Regions from separate parts of the Zea mays genome. Here region 2 is linked to region 1. A link is a contact called in public Hi-C data. All regions are on one chromosome and are shown on one strand. Each heading gives the region's core, a stretch centred on a gene start, on an enhancer-like site or on the middle of the called end of the contact. The rest is flanking DNA. Distances are from core to core; before and after follow the strand shown.

Region 1 (5,258 bases), core at 1,396-3,895:
ATGGCGCCTACACCTACTACAGTATAGTAGGCGGTGTTAGACTGACCCCGCATATCTTGTAACACGCTCTCTCATGGTCTATAAACGGGAGAGAACAACCCTTTCATAGGGAGGACTCTTTTTCACGCGCATACACACACCACACCTAGCCATTTTCACATCCAAGCAATACAAACAAGCCACTCAGAGGACATATGGTATTACATTTTGGCGATACGAACCTCTCTAGATTGGTGCCTCCTGTCCATCACCCATACCGCACCCTCTCTCATTAACCTAGAGTTCTTTGTGTCTCCATCGAGGTCCTGATATCGTGGTGATCGTCTAAACCTTTGCCAAATCCAAAAGGGGCGCTCCCTATACCCCAACCGACAATTGTTGTCACCATCCATGCCCCTTTATAGTGCGCTCAAAGGGAAAATAAAGATCACATCGCTAATCTATGTGTTCATCAACCTATTGATATTTGGAACTAGTCGATACTTAACCTTCTTGTTTATCTTTTGAAAATCGATAATTGGTTCTCATCAATAGGAACACAAAAACCATATAAGCTCTCAATCAATCACCATCACATGACCTGCTAAATTTGTGTCAATAAGAGCATCTCCAACAACAAACACTAAAATAGAGTCCTAAAATTTGAAATAGGACCATATTTAGAATGTTTAGGGTCTCAAAAGAAATGTTTACTCCAATAGTCAGGCCTTAAATAATGCTATTTAGGAAATAAACCATGATATTAGGAAATAAATGGTTAGAGATTAAGTAAAAATGAGGATAGGGCTCCAGTATATAGGTACTATATTTAGGACCCGAGAGACCGAGCCCTATAACCATTTGATGAAATTTTATAAAATAGGGCCCCTGTTGGAAGGATGTTTTATGGTTTTGAGCCTTATATTTAAAATAGGACCATGTTTAGAGCCTCTCTTGGAGATGCTCTAAACCAGGCGTTAGTCACGATAATCTAGTGTTGTTATTAATCATCAAAAATCTAACTAGAGATCTAGATGTTTTTTAAGCCCTAATTAAATTGCCATGGGAGTCGAAATATTCGAAAGATGCATGTTGTGAGCTCTTTGCACCGGCAATATGCAAGTTCATTATTATCGCTCAGACATGACTGAGCGGTAGGCTCCAGCTAATAGTTTGTTTTAAATCAAGAAGTTCGTTCAGTATAATGCCATTAGTCAGCAGATCATTCTGTCGAACTGTACTCTGAACTTGTATGCTATATATACACTTCTCTTGTCATGAAAAACAGCCCAAGTTTTGTGCAAACATGTCCAAGATGGGAAGGAAGCCGCTACAAGGAGTTATTATCTACTCGAACCCCAAGGTTCGCGTCAACCGTCCGATCAGACAGCGGCCGGTTGAGGTACTGCATACAAATCGCAAATTCAGCATCTCAGCGAGTAGTCCCTTTTTTAAAAAAAATTAAAAAAAACTCGGAGCCATATATTTTCTTAACTGATTTTATAAGCAAAAGTATTTTGCGATTACAACAGGCTTAGGGCATAATGGCATATGTTCAGATGTCAGTGCCATGAGCCCAACACGTAGACATGTTCTGCCCGGTCCTAGTTACCCAAATCTCAAGCACAAAATGTCGTATAAGTAGCAAGATCCCCCTGATCAGTGCTTATCAAGCACGCTTATTCAATCTGGCTAGGGTGAGGCTTGTAAACAGCGGTGTTCAACACGCTACACCATCTCCTTCACAACCGTCACGGGGCAGGCCGCGTGGTTCACAATATACGTGCTCACGCTCCCCATCAGAGCCCTGCGGTCAGGCAACGACAACAACAACATCAGCTGGTGGTGGTAAGGAGACTGATACAGAGCGCTAGGGCAAGGTCGGTCGGTCAACCGATCTGGAGTGCAGGAAGGCTTTTGAGACCGTAAAATTCAGAGGAAACGAGCAGCTCTGCATGTTTACCTCTTGAGCGTGCTTAGTCCTCTGCTCCCGACGACCATGCAGCTAAGCGGGACCAGGTCGGCTGCTTCGTAGAGCTTCTTTGCTGGGTCGCCGTACAACACCTTTGCAAAGACTTCGATCTGCGGGTTGTGCAGTTTCGACGGCTAAGCAATCAGCTCGCTCCCAATAGCAACTTCCAGAAAGAACTGAACACTGAAAAGGTGTGAATGAATAGAACGAAGCCACGGCACATCCATACCCCTCTATGATTTGCCGCTCGAGTGAGGATCTCGATCGTCTCCTTGTCCGGTGACACACCGTATGTCCTGGCGACGTCTGAAAACTCGGCCAGAGGGATCAATGCTGCAACACAAAAGAATTTACATCAAATCAACTTGAAACGAAGCAAGAAGAGAGAAGAAAGAGGCGCTGCGCCGCTACTCACGGGAACCACTCTGCTCCCAGAGATGAACGGCGCCCCGCTCGTTCTGGCAGGAGCTGTTCACGTGGATGAGTATGAGCCTGTCGCCGTTCCTGGCAAGGTTCGTCGACGCCCACCGCAAAGCCGCTTTGCTGCACGACGAGAAGTCCACTGCGACTCCGATGTTCCTCCTGGCCATCTCCCTCTCTCCCAACTGATTAATAGCAACAGCAGCCAACAGGCTACTGATTTCCAGACCAGTGTGCCTGACAATTAAAAAGGCAGTGAAGTTTCAGGTATGGTGTTCCCTCCTGCTGGCCTGGCCAGATCCTTATATATATATATGGAACAATTGGATCTATACCATTAAAAGATCCAAACTTTAGATATATATCATGGATCCCACATGTTATTGACTCATGTGGACCCACATGTAAGTTAGATAGTAATGGTATGAATCTAAAGTGGTGATCTTTTAATGGTATGGATCCAAATTTCCCTATATATATATATAAACAAAGAGATGCGACATGGAAATACCAGACAGAACGAGAGAGAAATACCGACGTTACCTTTCCTTACTTTTTTTTCCCGAAATTCCTTCCCCATTTCAAATGGACGGTCTTTATGCCTGGGTTTCCTTTACGTGATTCCTTATCGTCACTTTAGCAGCCTAGAAAACATGTTAGAATACTGGCTTCTGCGAATGAATGAAGCTGATAACAGTGAACAAAGTAAAGATTCCCGATGCAAAGCAAAAAAAAAAAAAGTTGGCAGCAGGAATGTTATTCCAGTTTTTGCATACAACTATCAGCGCAGCTGCAGATTCTAGCACATCGATTCACCTGCAAAAAAAATAGTGATCAAGAGCGTAACTCTGATGTAATACTGATTATGACCAGAAGAGGAAGTACCTCAAAAGCCATTTACTTTTCAGCTTTTTGGAGCTTCTGGCCACCAAAAGCTGCTGCGGATTGCCAAACGCTCAGTTTTTCAGTCAGCTTCTATAAAATTCGTTTGGGTAAAAACCATTCAACATCAACATAAACACATAAACGGTTGAGTCGTTGCAATAGTAGAAATCCGTCACTTTCTAGATCCTGAGTCCTATGGACACCTTTATCTTCCTCCGCACGTAAGCCTAATGATATTTAGATTCTCTACACAGCCAGATTCTCAGAAAAGCTGGTCAGAAAAAAGCTGAACCAAACAGGCCCTTAGGAATAAACTACAATGAGATGTTGCCTATTCGAATGAAATGAGAGGTAAGGACTTCATTGATTCTTATATTTTAATAAATTCTGCTTCATGTGACTGACTGATAGCTAGGGCCGGAAACGAGCCGGGGCTCGGCTCGACGCGGCTCGATGCAGCTGCGAGTCGAGCCAGGCTCGGCTCGATCATGTTGCGAGCCTGATCGAGAGGCTCGGTAATGGCTCGCGAGTCTCACACTAAATCACGTTTAGAGTATAAATTATATATTTTTTATTATATATAAGATAAAAGTATAATATATTTTTAGACTACAATATAAGTGTATCACGTATCAAGTTCAAGAAATTCAATAAAATAGTTCAAAACATAATAACAATATGGTATAATAGTATACTTGCCGTTGTTAGCTCGGCTCGCGAGCTGGATCGAGCCGGCTCGGCTCGCAGTTCTGGCGAGCTGTAAAACCAGGCTCGGCTCGAGCTCGTTTTGGCTCACGAGCCGGCACTAGCCGAGCTGAGCCTCACCGAGCCGGCTCGTCGAGCCCGGGCCAAATTTCCACCCCTACTGATAGCAATATGCTAGTAGCAAGAAGAATTTGAAGGATGGCACCATGCCTTTTCTTTTCTATATATTAAACGCGGGAGCAAAGCCTGCATCCCGTTCGTCCACGTCACCACTTACCTTGCCAGCCACACACGATCTTCATCTGACGTCGAACGAGTCAGCCTCCGGTTACAGCGTTAGAGCCTTCTAGACAAAGTCGTCTTCCCTAGTCACACCAGGTGATTGGTCTCCCACCCCTCGCCGCGTCAAATGAACGCCGGCAAGAGCTCCCCACCTCCATCGTCCCCACAAAAAAATGCACCCTTGCTCGTGATGTACTCCCCCTTACTGCCCCTCCCCTGCTGTCGTTCCTTTGCCTCCAAACAGTGATGTCACGACGCACATCAGTAGGAGCTATTTCCTTCTCCTGTCCCCACCCCCGCCTTAGACGCAGCTCCGCGTCGTCGTCGCCGCCTCCATGCACGCCGCCATCTAGCCGCGCGTCGTGCCAGCGTGACTTCGTTGTGCGCCTACACCAGCCACGCCACGACGTAAACAACACAGCCTCGCCCTGCTCCACCTCCAGCTTCTAGTCTCGCATGGCACCCGCCTACCAAGAGAGCATCACCCTCGTGTTCTCGCCCGGGTCGGTCGACTTTCTCCTCTGCTCGCGTCGTGCCACGGCCGTCGCATCGCCCTTTACATCGCATATATTTTCTGCATCTCCAGTCGCTCCTTCAGACCTCGCTATACCTCGCCGGAGCTTGGTTCTAATCCGTGGACAAAGGGGAAGGCGGTGAATAAGGGAAAGATAGCGAAGGAGAAGCTCACGGGCGACGATACCCACGACGGGAAGCTGGCTTACGTGATGTGCGGGTCAGACGAGTGTGGGCATCACTAAAGGACAGCAAGGCATTGGCCGGGACAAGTCTGGAGATAATGAAGAACATGACACCGGAGAAGCTGATGCTGAAGAAGAACGCGGAACAGGAGATGGAGCGAGGCGCCGTTCGAGTCGTCTGAAGCAGGCCAGTACTAAAGTAACTGGGCCGTGGTGGGTGAATTAAGCCCATGTAAGAGAGTATATGTAAGCGGTGAGAGAAAGGAAGGGGATGGAGAAAACTGAACTCTGTAATTCCTTTCCTCTTCCCCAAGGCC
Region 2 (5,257 bases), core at 2,328-4,827, 130 kb before region 1:
ATTTGGTCAGGGTTGCTTCTTGGCGAAGACAGGGCCTCGGGCGAGCCGGAAATATGTTCGCCGCTGGAGGGGGGCCTCGGGCGAGGCGGAGATCCTCCGGGGTCGGCTGCCCTTGTCCGAGGCTAGGCTCGGGCGAGGCGTGATCGAGTCCCTCGAATGGACTGATCCCTGACTTAATCGCACCCATTAGGCCTTTGCAGCTTTATGCTGATGGGGGTTACCAGCTAAGAATTAGGAGTCTCGAGGGTACCCCTAATTATGGTCCCCGACAGTAGGTATACCGCTTCGGGCGGGGGAAATCGTAGCCATTGATCTCTGCATCAACGGATTAGATTAGATCTTCAAATAACTCTTCGACCCTTTTAAATCCGCTTCGTTGATCTGTGATCCTGCGGTCCTGGTGCCATACCGGTTCATCACCTGCGGAATTAAATCTGTGCCATCCGTGTGTAATCAAACGGCTAAGATTAGTCAATACCCCTTCGTGTAGACAGTTTTTCATATGAGCCCCTAGGCTTTACGGAAATAGAACCCGCCGTTCGTAGTTTCTGTTCACTAGGTCTCTGGATTCTTGCGCCGAGGCCCCTGCACTTTCCTATAATTGACGCCCAGTCTAGGAAATTAGAAAATCAAAGAAAATGAAATAGGAATTTATTTTTAATGCAAAAATAAATACTAGAACTTGTGTAAATCATAGAAAATCCATTTTAACTCGTTTTTGACCCATTCCAAATTCTATAATTTTGTATTAATATTGTTTAGCACTTAATGACTCTGTTTTAGCATGAAAACTATATTAAATTTGACCACTTAATTATTTCCGTATCAAACACATAAAATCTTCGGAAATTCATAACTCCTTAACCGTAACTCCGATCTTAGTAGTTCTCGATCCCTCGACCTCGTAGCGACGCGTAGATTATTATTCAGTTTGTTCTTATATTTGGTGTGATGTTAATTTTATCTATACCATGTTTGTTTGTATTGCTACGACTAGTGCGAGGACACGTGTCATCTGAAAAGCAAGTTGGTACCTGGAATCTCAAGTGCCAGGCAAGTTGTGCCCTTGATCCACTTTTGTTACCCAATAATATTCTTTATTATCATTCAATGCATATGTTTAATTTTGGTGGGACCCAATAGGTCACCCTAGATTGTTTATCTCATTACCTTGTTTGCCCCTGAATCACATGGGTAGTTTTAGCTATTGCTTTATATGGTTTTGGGATTAATATTTCATTATATCCATGTTCCAGGTATTTTGTTATTTTATTTATGTTCATGTCAAGATCATTATATTATTGTTAATTGGAACATGGAGCTTAACTTGAGAAACACGTGCCACCACAAGGGAGGAATGGGACCCCTTGGCTGACTAATTAGGAAAGCTAGTGGAAGACTACCTTACCCGAAAGGGGTAAGGGCAGTAGGGGAGTTGCATGCAAGGAGGTTCTCGGGTTGATTTGCTGCGATGGCGGTCAGACGGGGGATTCTTGCAAGTGCTCTTCCCATAAACTGTAGCGGGTTTTCGGAAGCTAGTGGAACTTTGTAAAGGCCTCGTAGTGGATCACTAGCCATTCACCTTGGTAGTGTCTAAGGGCCTAGCTAACCCTGGCGACATGGGAAACACGACTTGTGGGTAAAGGGTACAACCTCTGCAGAGTGTAAAACTGATATACTAGCCGAGCTCACGGTCATGAGCGGCTCAGGACTCTCCGATGATTAAATTATGGAACCTAAACTCAATTTGTCATTTGCATTTGCATGAGATTTGTTATTAATTTTGTTCTATTATTTTATTATGGTTTGGTATTCACTTACACTTAGTAACTGCTAATAAAATTTTGACCAATTTATAAAAGCAATGCTCAGCTTTAACCTCTATTGTTGATCAGCCTTACACTTCATGAACTCCCCACCTTTGGTGAGCTCATGCCACATTATTCCCCACAACTTGTTGAGCGATGAACATGTGTGAGCTCACCCTTGCTGTCTCACACCCCCCACAGGAGAAGAACAGGTGGTTCAGGAGGAGCCACGTATCGAGGAGTTCGATTCAATCTAGGTGGCGTTTCTCAGTTGACATTGGCACCGACGATCCTTAGTTCATTTTATGGTTATACTTTTATTTTGTAATAAGTCTTCCGCTATGTAATAAATACTCTGATGTATCGTGACATTTATCTCTATACACTCTGTTATTATATGTGTTGTCTTCTTGGCGCATGTATGAGATACACCTGACTTTGTTCCTTAAAACCGGGTGTTACAAGTTTCTTCTCAATCCCCACCCTGTAATGGAGGAATTCCCCGTAGGGAATCGATGATCAGGTCCCCATTGCCATCTCTATGCAGAAGCAGACAACCACTTGTGTATGCATGCACCGCTCTCTCTCCACTTCCACTGTTACGCTGCACAGTCACTGTTATTATATTGTTACACCATCTACCGTGGTAACTAATTGGGGCTTGTTTGGTTTCCCGGACTAAAGTTTAATTTCTACCGTATCAAATTTTTTTAGATGTTACACCATCTACCGCGGTACTCCAGTATTTAACATGCCATTAAGTTGGAATTTGTTCATGGATCATGGGTAAGTTGCCAACCTGAACCTAAGAAGTCGATCAGCGAGTGAATGATGAACACCATTAAAAAAACGCATTAGCAAGCCAAGCTGGCCACTGACGAACAAGAGAGAGAGAGAGCGCGCGCGCGCGAAGGGGATGGTAGAGCGACAAGGAGAAAGGACGGGACAAAATAAAAGGCGGGCATGTGACTCGCCAGTGCCTGCCCACCCAGCGAGCTTTCAACCTCTTCTCCCGCCTCTCTCTCATATTCCCCCCCATCATTCCGTTCTTTATTATTAGCACACATCAGCGGCGTAGATACTCGCGCCCACCGCCGTACGTCTCGGTCTCGTAGACTATATTGTTCGTGACAAAAATGCGCCCTGTACTACTAATACTCCTGTCATTAGCGCTGTCGTTTGGTAGGGTGGATGTCTAGATGATGACAGCCAGAGAGAACGCTCAAGGGCTATTGCTAGAGGCAGATGGGTGGGTTGTTCATCCTCGCTAAACGCGCACGGCCGCCGGTAAATGTGTTGCCGGGCCGGGCCGGTAGTTTAGTGCCAGCGAATTCGACACCTCCTGTGGCAGTGATAAAACTATGGTTTCCGATGAGCAGGCAAGGCACCGTCCCTCCACTTCTGAACAAAAAAAGGCTCTCCCCACGCGGCCACGCGGCCGTCGGCAAGCTGAACCAGGCAAAGCACCCCTGATGAAAACGACTCTATCAAGCAAGAGCATTTCTTCCTCTCTTTTTTTTTTCCTGAAAATGCACGCGCCTTCTTTGCCAGAAAATCTAGGGGGACAGAGAGAGAGAGAGAAACGAAAAGGATGGATGGAGGTTGCTAGGCATGCGCGCCCGTGGCAGGTCGGGCCGGTCCGGGGGAAAAGCGCTTGGCCGTTTGCAGCGGCGTGGAGTGGGTGGGCATCAGCGGCGTCAGCGGCCGCGGCAGCGGCAGGAGCAGCAGCATGGTGCTGGACTGGACTGATAGGTGGGGGGGAGTGGCAGGGGCCGGCACAGCCTGCTGCCCCTGCATCCCTGCTCGTTGGCGTTTCCCTCGATCCCTCCCCCCTGCCGCTGCCCTGCCCCAACACTGGCTGGCTGCCCACCATCCTTCCTCTGCGGAGCTCGCGTGACTCCCCTCGCTCTCGCTTTCGCGCTGCGTCCGCGGCGGCATCATTGGGTGTCCGTGTCTGGACTGGAGACCGGGTCCGTCCTCCGTCGGATAGAGAGGGGGGCGGGGCCTTCGTCTTTCTTGGCTGCTGGTTTCTCGACCACTGCCGCCGCGTCTTCCTCCCTCGCTGCTGCTGCTGCTGCTGCTGCTGCTGCGGCGGTATTGCGCGTTGGAGCTGGCCACTGGTGTTCGCTCCTCTTCCCCCCGGCTTGTTTGCTGAATTCAATCTGCGGGGTTGCGGCCGCGGGTGTCGATGGGGTGGTGGTGGTGGTGCCTGCCGGTCGCTGCTCTGCTCGCCGCGATCCTGCCGTCGTCCGACGCCACGCTCTCCCCTGCCGGCATCAACTACGAAGGTACCGTACCTACCCAGGCTACCCTGCTCCTCTCCTCGTTCGTTTCCCAAGTCTTAACAAAATGCCCACACTTTTTTTTTGGAGTAAAAGATACACATACATGGCCAATATTTTCAATCAGGCAACGCAGTTTGTTGGCTCAAATTTGTTGAAAAACATTCACTCTCTCTTTTGGCATCAATCTGGTTTCAAAGATGATCTAAAAAGGTCCACTATGAGGAAGAGCATTAAACGAAGGGAAAATTTAATGTACCTGCTGTGCTCGTGCCTCCTCCTCCTCCTCCTCATGTCTGTCGAGTTTTTAGCTGTTCCTTTGGCACCACAAAATTCGGTGAAGCTCAACTGTGGCTCTGAAACGCAGTGGTGGCCCTGATGGCCATCAAGACGGAGCTGGAGGACCCCTACAACGTGCTCGACAACTGGGACATTAACTCCGTCGACCCCTGCAGCTGGAGGATGGTCACCTGCTCCTCCGACGGCTACGTCTCCGCCTTGTACGTTTACGCCCCCCCTCCGGCCTCCCCCTTGTTCATGCCCACATTCTGAAGAGCACCGGCAGTGGCTGCTTTGGGCCGATCTTCTCACTTGCGTCCCTTCGTTTGCAGAGGGCTGCCTAGCCAGACCTTGTCCGGGAAGCTATCACCCGGCATCGGCAACCTCACCAGGCTGCAATCTGTGTAAGTTTAGTTTGCTCACCCGCTATTGTTTACCCATAGCACTAACGCTTCAAAATTCAAACTTGAGGTTTCCTTAGTGGTCCAATCTGGTTGAATGAATCGAAGCGCTCTGTTTTGCTGATCGACAGGCTGTTGCAGAACAATGGGATTTCCGGCCCTATTCCCGGTACGATAGGAAGGCTGGGGATGCTGAAGACTCTTGACATGTCAGATAACCAGCTCACGGGGACTATCCCAAGTTCGCTTGGAAAGCTCAAGAACCTCAATTATTTGTACGATTCTTACTTCAATCTTGATCTTCAACACTCTCGCTGATCGTTGTGATTTCGTTTTGGCTCATTTCTAGCTCTCTTCTTGCTACCAGGAAGTTGAACAATAATAGCTTGTCTGGAGTTCTGCCTGATTCACTTGCCAGCATTGATGGTTTTGCTCTCGTGTATGCTCTGGAATCCCGTTTTATTGTTTCTTTTTCTCTTTCCCTATT

The links. A called contact is a pair of places that touch in the nucleus more often than the background predicts.
Region 2: a Hi-C map of leaf shows a contact between it and region 1, with 8 times the contacts expected there. The contact joins the promoter of LOC100272802 here to the promoter of LOC103634867 in region 1. A contact is called at or near these places in 7 of 25 Hi-C or Micro-C datasets (bundle sheath, ear, leaf and 1 more) and 1 of 3 datasets of contacts at active chromatin or transcription factors (leaf).

Annotation. Positions count from the first base shown.
Region 1 is chr8:17,736,033-17,741,290 of Zm-B73-REFERENCE-NAM-5.0, reverse strand. LOC103634867 (universal stress protein A-like protein) reads right to left here and starts at 2,645. Exons shown (of 4, transcript NM_001150615.2): 1 at 2,367-2,645; 2 at 2,181-2,284; 3 at 1,943-2,061; 4 at 1,476-1,786. The coding sequence starts at 2,541. The coding sequence ends at 1,708.
Region 2 is chr8:17,871,513-17,876,769 of Zm-B73-REFERENCE-NAM-5.0, reverse strand. LOC100272802 (putative leucine-rich repeat receptor-like protein kinase family protein) reads left to right here and starts at 3,577. Exons shown (of 11, transcript NM_001360123.1): 1 at 3,577-4,096; 2 at 4,458-4,590; 3 at 4,702-4,773; 4 at 4,902-5,045; 5 at 5,138-5,209. The coding sequence starts at 3,997.